Linked DNA regions of Sus scrofa: region 2 is linked to region 1. A link is a contact called in public HiChIP or PLAC-seq data. All regions are on one chromosome and are shown on one strand. The core of a region is the stretch at or near the end of the contact, and the rest is flanking DNA. Distances in the headings are between cores, read along the strand shown.

Evidence for each region. HiChIP or PLAC-seq counts read pairs in DNA pulled down with a chosen protein or histone mark.
Region 2: an H3K27ac HiChIP or PLAC-seq map of alveolar macrophages shows a contact between it and region 1. The contact joins two enhancer-like sites. A contact is called at or near these places in 2 of 2 datasets of contacts at active chromatin or transcription factors (alveolar macrophages and skeletal muscle).

Annotation. Positions count from the first base shown.
Region 1 is chr13:9,866,563-9,871,754 of Sscrofa11.1, forward strand. The region is part of intron 2 of LOC106505551 (a long non-coding RNA gene); the gene reads left to right. Among named protein-coding and RNA genes, the nearest start is that of UBE2E2, 130 kb to the right of the region's middle. Within about 2 kb of position 3,344, at least 2 of the 83 cell types and tissues checked have an H3K27ac peak or open chromatin away from gene starts, as enhancers often do. A contact at or near this core is called in alveolar macrophages, where this site is marked.
Region 2 is chr13:10,539,413-10,545,056 of Sscrofa11.1, forward strand. It overlaps LOC110256537 (a long non-coding RNA gene), which reads right to left. Exons shown (of 4, transcript XR_002338165.1): 4 at 2,939-3,074. Among named protein-coding and RNA genes, the nearest start is that of NKIRAS1, 170 kb to the right of the region's middle. Within about 2 kb of position 3,824, at least 1 of the 83 cell types and tissues checked has an H3K27ac peak or open chromatin away from gene starts, as enhancers often do. A contact at or near this core is called in alveolar macrophages, where this site is marked.

The DNA.
Region 1 (5,192 bases), core at 2,094-4,593:
ACCCCACATAGTGTCCGAGAGGCTTCAGGTTTTGTCCCTGGTCCCACTCAGTGTGTTTTGGTTTTTTGTTTTTTTTTTGGGGGGGGAGGGTTGTCTTTTTGCTATTTCTTTGGGCCTCTCCCGCAGCATATGGAGGTTCCCAGGCTAGGGGTCGAATCTGAGCTGTAGCCACCGGCCTATGCCAGAGCCACAGCAACGCGGGATCCGAGCCGCGTCTGCAACCTACACCACAGCTCATGGCAACGCCGGATCGTTAACCCACTGAGCAAGGGCAGGGACCGAACCCGCAACCTCATGGTTCCTAGTCGGATTCATTAACCACTGCGCCACGACGGGAACTCTCCCACTCAGTGTGTTAAGGATCTGGCAATGCCATGAGTTAAGGTGTAAGTCGCAGATGTGGCTCAGATCCAGCCTTGCTGTGGCTGTGGTATAGGCTGGCAGCTGCCGCTCTGAATCCATTAAGAGATTTCTGAGGCTCAGTCTTAAGAGGCTCCCATTCAACCCCTAGCCTGGGAACTTCCATATGCCACCGGAGCAGCCATTTAAAAAAAAAAAAAAACAAAAAAAAAACATGGCTTTATGTGGCCAGTAGAATATAGAAGTGACAAGGAGTGATTTCTGAGGCTTGGTCTTAAGAGGCTTTGCAGCTTCCATTTTGTCCACTTGGACTGCTCACTCAGAAGAAGCCAGCAGGCACGCCGTGAGGATGCTCAAGCAGCCCTGTGCAGAGGCCATCTAGAGAGGCCAACATCAGCACCGACTTGCCAGACATATGAGTGAGTCCCCTTGGAAATGGATCCCCTAGTCCCAGTCAAGCCTTCAGACAACTGTGTCCCCAGCTTACGAGCAATCCCAAATCCAAACCACCAGTCAGAGCCACTACCAAGTTTCTCACCCACAGTAAACTTCAGAGGTAACAAATGACTATTTTAAGCCATTAAGCTTTGGGGAAATTTGTTGTGCAGCCATGATGGTTAAAACAGTCACTATATGGATGACAAGTACCATTAACTCCACACAGGATGTTTTGCACAGGGATCTGCTTTCCCAGGCAGAAGATTGGAAACTTCTGCTTTGAACAAGGTAAAGCACCTCTGCATTCTCACATTTGGGGGTATTCTAGAGCGCCAGATTTTGATGCAGTAGGTCTGAAAACAAGCAGTTGAAACCTAGCTATTCTAAATAGCCTTTTCCAATAGAAGGATTTCAAGTGTTGGTTTTGGCCTTTGAGATCTCTTTTAAAAATAACACACTTTTCCTAATTTAATCATGATGACAAGCCATGTGGGGGAAGGGATATGGTTTGTGGTTTTGACTTTTATGCTCTCTTTTGGGGGTTTTTGGTCCATTTTTATTCACTCAGCTTGGAGAGGCTCACCCTTAGGTAAGCTCTCAAAATAACAAACATACAAGCTATGAAGCTCTGTGGTAAAATAATATTATATGTGTGAAAAGCCCAAGGAGAAATGTTAGATACAGAGAGGGAGAAGTTTTTAAAAAGAATTGTTGAGATATTTTCCAAGTCCATCTTCAAGAAAGGATCTCACATGACTTTATATGGGGTCTACTGTGACAAACCACAAAATGTACGAATGAGAACACTATTCGAGACAACAGGTAATCAACCAAAGATACATGGATGGTGTTTTCATCCAGGTAAATGTTACACCCGTCATGCATTTTCTCGACACAAGTATCATCTCTTTGCAATGTCTATCATGGGCACTGGAAGAGTCAAAATTAGGATGAGACAAGTGAGGCACCTAAGGTAAAAATTGAGGAGGCGTTTGCACAAACCTGAAAATGGGTGCCTCCTGAAATTTTGTGCTTTGAGCACCTGCCAACCACACCCTCCGTACAAAAGTATGGCATATGTGTTGTAATCTATCTTCTTGATTCTAGAACCATATAACAATTTTTCCCTTAACAGATTTTTAGAGAAAATTCTCAAACATCAGTAAGCAATTATAGAGATTGGACGTTATCTTCAGGAAATCTGGCTTTCAAGTTTCCATTAGCAATGCATCAAATTACATCTAATTAAATCCTTTGATGACATAAGTAGAATCTCTGTACCATTTGTTCTGTATTTTTAAACCTAAAATAACCTTTAAACAAAATGTTACCCGATGCTTTCTCATTCTAGAGAAGAACCAGAAACCCTTGCAAATAAGCTAGCTCCCTGTACGCCTCTGGTGTGCATCACTCGGAGTGGTAAAAAGGAATGAGAAGAAAAGAATTCTCACTGAGAAAGAAAGATGGGATGACCACAGTCCATGATGGCTTCCCTCAGCTCTTCTCAGTACTGGGCACTGAGGTTTTCCATCTACAGCCCACGTTCCACCAAGTCAGGGCTCCCTCGCTTGTTGTTTAGGGCTGGTGGAGCAAACAGTGCCCCAGCAGCACCCATGGGCATCACCTAAGAGTTTGTTAGATATGCAAAAATCTCAGGTCCCACTCCAGCCCTGCTACGTCAGTACCTATATTTTCACAAGATCCCCGAGTGATGTGTAGACATGTCCAGGGTGAGAGGCATCTTGGCATTTGCAAGAGTGGGAGCTTTTCCAGGGCTGAGCTGAAGGAGCGGGAAGGAGGGGACAACTGGGGCTGGAGGTGAGGAGGAGGGGCCACTGGCTGGGAGCTTCAGCCACAGAGGAACACGGGCTAAGATGGAGGGTCAGGGCTATAAATATCCCCACTTCCAGAGTACCTGGTACCTCTTCTAAGAGGTGGCTCAGCAGTAAAGAACCTGACTAGTATCCATGAGGAAGCTGGTTTGATCCCTTGCCTCACTCAGTGGCTTAGGGATCCAGCGTTGCTGCAATCAGTACTGTGGGTTACTGATGTGGCTTGGATCCCAAGTTGCTGTGGCTATAGCGTAGTCTGGCAGCACTGCAGCTCCAATTTGAACACTAGCCTGGGAACTTCCATATGCCACAGGTGGGGCCCTAAAAAAAGACCCAAAAAAATATCCCCACTTCCTTCTCTGCCACTTTTCAGTCTCCTACCACTGCCTCCCATTAACCGAAACCAACTGGAAACAAAAAGACCAGGGAGCCGAGGTGACTTGGTCCATGGCAATCAGCTTTCCAGGGCACAGCACTGCAGGGAAAGATGGAGAAGAGATCTTGGGCAGCAGGAAAGAGAACAGCCAGCACAGGGAGCAAGTTCCAGTGCCTAAGGATATTGAAAAAGACGTCAACTTGGATTTTTTTTTCTTTCCTTTTTTTTTTTTTTTTTTTTTTTTTTTTGCCTTTTTAGGGCCGCACCCAAGGCATAAGGAAGTTCCAGGCTAGGTCAAATCAGAGCTGCAACTTCCAGCCTAGGCCACAGCCACAGCAACACCAGATCCAAGCCAGATCTATGACCTACACCACAGCTCAAGGCAATACTGGATCCTTAACCCACTGAGCGAGGCCAGGGATCCCAGGAATCGAACCTGCTGGATTCATTACTACTGAGCCACAATGTAGGGAGAGAAGAGGTTGCTTCCCCTCCCCAAACAAGGTAGAGATCTCTAATGAAGCGCCAAAAGAATTACTTATAAAGAACAGGTATTACAGCAAGAAGTAGAGATGGGCATTTTATTCCCTCTCTGGATGTCTGACCGGCCAGCAGCTCTAAGTCCATGCTCTCTACAAAAGAGAAGGGACTTGGAGAGAGATGGCAAGTGGGGGATGGGAGGAGTACCAGGTAGAAAGAAAGTCAGGTCTGTCCCCAGCCCCCTCAGGTGCTTGATTTCAGACAGACATGGAAGATGAGATAAACCCACTGTCTGCCAGCCTCAGAGATGATTTTTGCCAAGTAGAGGCAGAAAAACTTTTCTTAGAACAGTCACAGTCAGGTATTTTAAGAGGCAAAGGTGTGTCTTATCAAAGAATGAGAATGGACACCATCCTTGGTTGGGAGAGGTACGCCAACATGACCAAGGGCTACAAAAGCCCCCACTGCTGAGTGGAAGCCAGCCACTCTTGCAAGAGGCGAATTGAGACTTTCACCACCACTGAGCTCAGAAAGGCTAGAAACAGCAGATCCCGCCTAGGAAGGAAGGTTATGAGTCAGTTCCCCATGCCCATGCCCATGCAAACCCAGCAGCTGGAGTCACACATAGATCTGGGCTTCACTAGAGTTGGGGAGGAGACCTTCTCTCAACTGCATTTGAGATTGACGTATTCAAATAAACATAATCATCAATATTGAAATGAAACCTTCTAACTGAAGATCACAAGAAAGTTATGGAAAGGCGCTGGGGTATTAAGGAACCGACTCAGCACCTAATCAAAAATGGAAGTTTCAAATATCACAGTCACAGGAAAATCTACTCAATGGTTTGTAATAATCTATATAGGAAAAAAAGAATGGATATATTCAGTGTATGACTGATTCACTTCGCTGTACACCTGAAACGAATATAGCATTGTAAGTCAGCTATAGTCCAATAAAATTAAATATAAAAAATATAGTCATTTTTTAAAATGAAATCATTTCATATTTATGTTCCAACTAATTATCTCCTCAATAATTATCTTTATATTTAAAAAGTTAAATATAGGTGTTCTCTAGTGGCTCAGCAGGTTAAGGATCCAGTGTTGTCACTGCTGTGGCATGAGTTCAATCCCTGGCCTGGGAACTTCTGCATGCCATGGGCATGGCCAAAAATAAGTAAATAAATAAATAAATAATAAAAATAAAAGGTTAAATAAATAGACTTATGCATATAAAAAGAACTGGAAAGCTATTTATCAGCTTGGTAATGGAAGAGAGATTATGGCAAGTGACAAGCCTGAAAGATAAATTCTTTGGAGTTTGAAACATAATAAGCATGTATTTACATTTTATTTATGGAATTATCATAAGGAGAAAATGAAAATCTTTCTTGCACATTCTCTCTGCGGCACTGTGAGCCCTTCTAAAGGTGAATAACATGCTGTGAGGGTGGGAGGGGATCATACCTGCAAAGCTTTTCTTCTAAGTCCTGGCAGAAAAGATGCTCAATTCGTCTTCTCATCTTGGCTCTCTCATTACACTTTCATCACTAGCATCTTACATGAAATGCTGTGGTCCAAATGTCATTTTATGTTTAACAATGAGAAACATTAGCATAAATACTGCAAATCCAGCTATTATCTTCATTTTCATTCCCATTCGAAGGCTCGGTATTAAATATTTTCTTCATAAATGAAGAGCAT
Region 2 (5,644 bases), core at 2,574-5,073, 670 kb after region 1:
CACAAGGGTAGAGAGACTCGCAGAGGAAGTGGCTCTGGTGTGTCTTTGAGATCTCTGCCCCCTGAGAAGCACAGATGCAGCAGAACGAGGCCCCCACGCCCAGCACAGGGCGCAGGCAAGTGGGATACAGTTGTGGGCTCAAGAGGAGACCCATTGAGTGACAACCTAGGGCCCATGGATCACCTCCAATGCCTTGTACTGAAAGCTGCATACGGCCCTCAGGAAAAGTGAATATTGATTTAGGACATCCCACCACTCTAGGGAGAATGGAGACTTAAATCAGAAATTAATGAGAGTGGAGTTCCCATTGTGACTCAGCAGAAATGAATCTGATTAGCATCCATGAGAACACAGGTTCGATCCCTGGCCTCACTCAGTGGGTTAAGGATCAGGCATTGCCAGGAGCTGTGGTATAGGTTGCTGATGCAGCTCAGATCTGGTATTGCCATGGCTGTAGCATAGGCAGGTGGCTAAATCTCCAATTTGACCCCTAGCCTAGGATCCTCTACATGCTGCAGGTGCGGCCCTAAAAAAAAGGAAGGAAGGAAGGAGAGAAGGAGAGAAGGAGAGAGAGAGAGAGAGAGAGAGGAGAGAAAGAGAGAAAGAGAGACAGAGAGAAAGAAAGAAAGAGAGAGAGAGAGAGAGAAGGAAGGAAGGAAGGAAGGAAAGAAAGAAAAGAAAGGAAAGAAAGAAAGAAAGAAAGAAAGAAAGAAAGAAAGAAAGAAAGAAAGAAAGAAAGAAAGAAAGAAAGAAAGAAAAGAAAGAAAGAAAGAGAAAGAAAAAAGAAAGAAAGGGAAAACTAGTAAATGTTTTATACATTAAGTTGGGTTTATTTTCTTTTTTCTTTCTCTTTTTTTTTGCCTGCATCCACAACATGCAGAAGCTCCTGGGCCAGGGATCAAACCAGTGCCACAGCAGTAACCTGAGCCACAGCAGTAACCTGAGCCACAGCAATGACAACAACAGACCCTTAAATGCTAGGCCAGCAGGGAACTCCAAGCTGTGTTTATTTTCTACCAGAGTTATGGACTGAGTCTATCCACAACCCCAGTTGGAGATAAGGGGAAAGTGGCCTTGCCCTCTGCCCTCCTCCCCCTGACAGGACGGGTCCCACTGGGCCCCAGGTCCAGAGCTCTGTTTCCGCTTCTCACCACCCCGCTGCCTCCTAAGCCTCACCCATCTTTCCAAACTGATGAAACCCTAGCCCCCTGAGGAGCCATGTGCCTCCTTCCCCAGGAGCTGTGAGCCTTCTTCTCAGGTGGTCCGTGAGGACCTAAACCTGGGGCTTCAGACAAAGGCAGAACAGTCTGATGCCAAGGACTTAATTTCAAAGACTGCAAAGAGGGCGAAGTCTCTGAGGCTGGAAGTCTCTCTGGCTCTTGGGGTGTGAGTGTCACAAGGTAACTGCTAGTGAAGAAAGGCAGCTGGGAGAGTTGTGTGTCTTTTCCATTCACACAGATTCCTAGTCTTTGGGTTTTTTTCAAGTTTCCAGTGGCAGCAAATTGAGGGTGATCTGCCCTGTCGGTAAACAAAGGATGTTGCAGCCATCAAGCTATCAATCACTGCAGCCACACCAACTGTGCAACTGAAAGAGGGGACTCAGGATGGAAAAAAACAGGCTACTGCCCTAGAAAGAGAGCAGATGTGTGTACGTGAATAACTGAGTCCTTTTGCTATACAGCAGAAGTGATCACAACCTTGTACGTTAACAACAAAACTAAAAAAAAAATAATAAAATAAAATACAAAAATAAGTTCCCATTGTGGCTCAACGGTAATGAACCCGACTAGTATCCATGAAGACTCGGGTTTGATCCCCGGCCTCACTCGGCGGGTTAAGGATCTGGCGTTGCCGTGAGCTGTGTGTAGGTTGCAGACACGGCTGGGATCCCAAGTTGCTGTGTCTCTGGCCAGTTCTGATTGGAGCCCTGGGAACCTCCATGTGCGGAGGGTGCAGCCCTAAAAGACGAATAAACCAAAAAAAAAGAAGAAGAAGAAAAAGAAAAAAGATGGGAAGACAGATGAGGTAAAAATTTCAAGATCTGAGGCAACTCTGCCATGAATTGTTGTCAAATTACCCATCTCCTAGATGTGGAATCTGGCTGGGAGGCCCCAGTTTCAATTCTTGCTCAATCATTTCTGTTCTTATACTAGTCCCTCTTATCTGAACCAGGTCACACTTCCTTCAAGTCATTTAAATTAGGGAAACTTTTTCTTTTCCATTGCGCCCTTGGCATGTAGAAGGTCCTGGGACAGGGATCGAACCCATGCCACAGCAGTGACAATGCCAGATCCTTAAGCCACTGAGCCACCAGGGAACTGCAACATTTTCTTGATAAGATCCCAACTCTCAGTAGCCACCTAGCTCATAGAGAACAGTGTATGTAGAAACCCCAGATAATCTTTTTTTTTTTCTTCTTTTTAAGGCTGCATTTGTGGCACATGGAAATTCCTAGGCTAGGGGTCAAACTGGAGCTACAGCTGCCAGCCTACACCACAGCCACAGCAATGCTGGATCCAAGCCATGTCTGTGACCTCAGCTACAGCTTGTGGCAACGCCAGATCCGTAACCCACTGAGCAGGGCCAGGGTTTGAACCCACATCCTCATGGATACTAGTTGGGTTCATTACTGATGAGCCATGACAGAAATCCAGGTTTGATCAGTCATTGGAAATGACATTTAAACTCTTCCAGAAAATGTTTCCCTGCTTGCCTCCCTCCCCATTTCCCCCCTCCCTCCTTCCTTCTCTTTCCTCCCTACCTTCTTCTCCCCTTCCTTCTCTCCCTCTTCCATCCTCCCTCCTGAGAAGAACTGTTGAGCATTTCTCTTTTTTATTGGGACCTGGCCAGGGACTGAATCCATGCCGTAGCAGTGACCTGAGCCACAGCAGTGACAACACCAGATCCCTAAACTGCTGAGCTACCAGGGAACTCCAAACATTTCGTGAATGCCAGTCTCCACATTGATTTTACACTGGAATGCCAGGGGACTGAAAGTGGCTGTGGAATTGCCAGTATTTCTGCCAAGTCCAAGTTCCTGCCAAGTAATAGAGCTCTGGGCTCAAAGTAAATTCCTAGAGGAAAAGACCAGCCAAAGGTGGCACCATTTGTCTTTGTTGGGAACTATTATTAATGTTAAACTATTACCATTTTTAAACACCTAGAATGTTTGTATTTTCCCCATTTGAAATTGTGACCTTGTCTCTTTCTATATGGTCCTTGGAGAATGAGCGACATGGAACTGCTTTCTCAATAGGTATTTTCTTAAAAACAAAGCTCATTATATATGAGTGAGAACTTTAACTGTACGTTTCTTTAGAGGACATGCATTGAAGGGTCTTAAACCTATGCAAGTTAGAAAGTGAAGAACTGGAAATTCCCATTGTGGCTAAACAGGTTAAGAACCTGATTAGTATCCATGAGGATTCAGGTTCAATCCCTGACCTCGCTCAGTGGGTTAAGAATCCCACACTGCCACAAGCTGCAGCTTAGGTTGTAGATGTGGCTTGGATCTGGTGTTGGTGTGGCTGTGGTGTAGGCTGGTAGCTGCAACTCTAATTTGACCCTAAGCCTGGGAACTTCCATATGCTGCAGGTGCAGCCATAAAAAAAATAATATAAAATAAAATAAACACATGGTTAGGGCTCAGTCAATGGTTTTCGCAGATTAGCCCATGTAAGTGCAGGTTTAATAGCTGAATATGGTTGTCACTTCTCATGGGCAATTTTTGCTTTCACATTTTTATAAGACTCTCTAATGCATTAACTCAGAAAAGGAAGCCCTGTGGGAATTTCCCACATTGTGGCAGATCAGTGAGGAAAGACCTGCCTGAGACATCAGGACCTTCAGGGAGTTTATTCAATTACTCCACCAAGATATTTTTTCTGGTAGTTTAAAGAAGAGCCACCCTGAATCCAGGGCTATAGTTGTCACCCAAGAATTCCTGTCTTCTCTACTTCTGTTGGCAATGTCACTTGTGCTGTCCTTAGAGCTGATGGTGGCCTGGGGCACAATCTTTGCTTTTTTAAGGCTGCACCTGCAATGTATGGAAGTTCCCAGGCTAAGGGTTGAAACAGGCCTGCAGCTGCTGGCCTATGCCACAGCCACAGCACTGCAGAATCCGAGCCACATCTGTGACCACACTGAGCAGGCTGTGGCAATGTCAGATCCTTAACCCACTGACTGAGGCCAGGGATCAAACCTGAATCCTCAGGGACACTATGTCAGGTTCTTAAACTGCTGAGCCACAATGGGAAAAACCCATTATTACTATTTTTTATATCAAACTAGTTTTTTTTGACTGAGCCACCAGGGAACTCCCCCTGAGTCATTAATAGCACTTCCTTTTTCATTTTTAAAATTATCCCAGTTTGGATGATAAGTGGTAAAGTGACCTTAATCAGAGTAATGTTATATGAATAAGGACAATAAGTAAAAAAGGGGAAAATGATGAACCATACTAATTTCTAGACTCCAAGATGCTTAGATTGCATCAATTTTAAGATAAACCACTGTGTCATGTCCCATTAAGAAAGACAACACCCACTGTATGTGAGGTTGCTATAACCAAGTGCCCCAGACTGGGTGGCTTAAACAATAGAGAGTTTACTGTCTCACAGTCCTGAGGCTAGAAATTCAAGATCAAGGTGTCGGCTGGGTTGGTTATTTTGGAGGCCTCTCTCCTTGGTTGTGGACGGCTGTCTTCCTGTGTCCTCACAAGCTCTGGCGTTCCTGTGTGTCTCTGCCCTAATTTCCCCTTCTTATAAGGACACCAGTCATACTGGAGTAGGGCTCACCCTGAAGACCATATTTTAATTTCTTTTACTTCTTTTTTTGCTTTTTAGGGCCGTACTCCTGCAACATGGAGGGTCCCAGGCTAGGGGGTCAAATCAGAGCTGTAGCTGCCGGCCTACGCTACAGCCACAGCAATCCAGGATCCAAGCTGTGTCTGCAACCTACACCACACCTCACGGCAATGCCGGGTCCTTAACCCACTGAGCGAGGCCAGGGATCAAACCTTCATCCTCTTGGATGCTAGTCAGATTTGTTAACCAGCTGAGTCACAGTGGGAACTCCAAACTTGGTTACTTCTTTAAAGACCTTATCTACAAATACAGACACATCTTTTAAATTTAAGTATAGTTGATTTACAACATCAAGTTAATTTCCTCTATACCGCAAAGTGATTCAGTTGTACATATATATATTCCTTTTTATATTCTTTTCCTTTATGAATTATCACAGGATAGTAAATATAGTTCCCTGTACTATCCAGTAGGACCCTGTCATTTATCCATCCTTTATAAACTAGTTTGCATCTGCTAACCCCACACTCCCAATTCTTCCCTCCCCTTTGACCCTCCCCCTTGCCCCTCCCCCTTGGCAAGGTAAATACAGACACATTCAGAGGTACTGAGGGTTAGGGCTCCAACTTCATACTTGTGTGGGATGTACTTCAGCTTATACCATGCACCAGTTAAACTCTGGCATGCTACGGGTTACTGGATATATCATAACCTCAGAGATATTAAAATGTAGACAGCAGAAGGAAGTTCCCTTTGTGGCTCTGAACTAGTATCCATGAGGATGCAGGTTCAACCCCTGGCCTCACTCAGTGGGTTAAGACTCCATCATTGCCACAAGC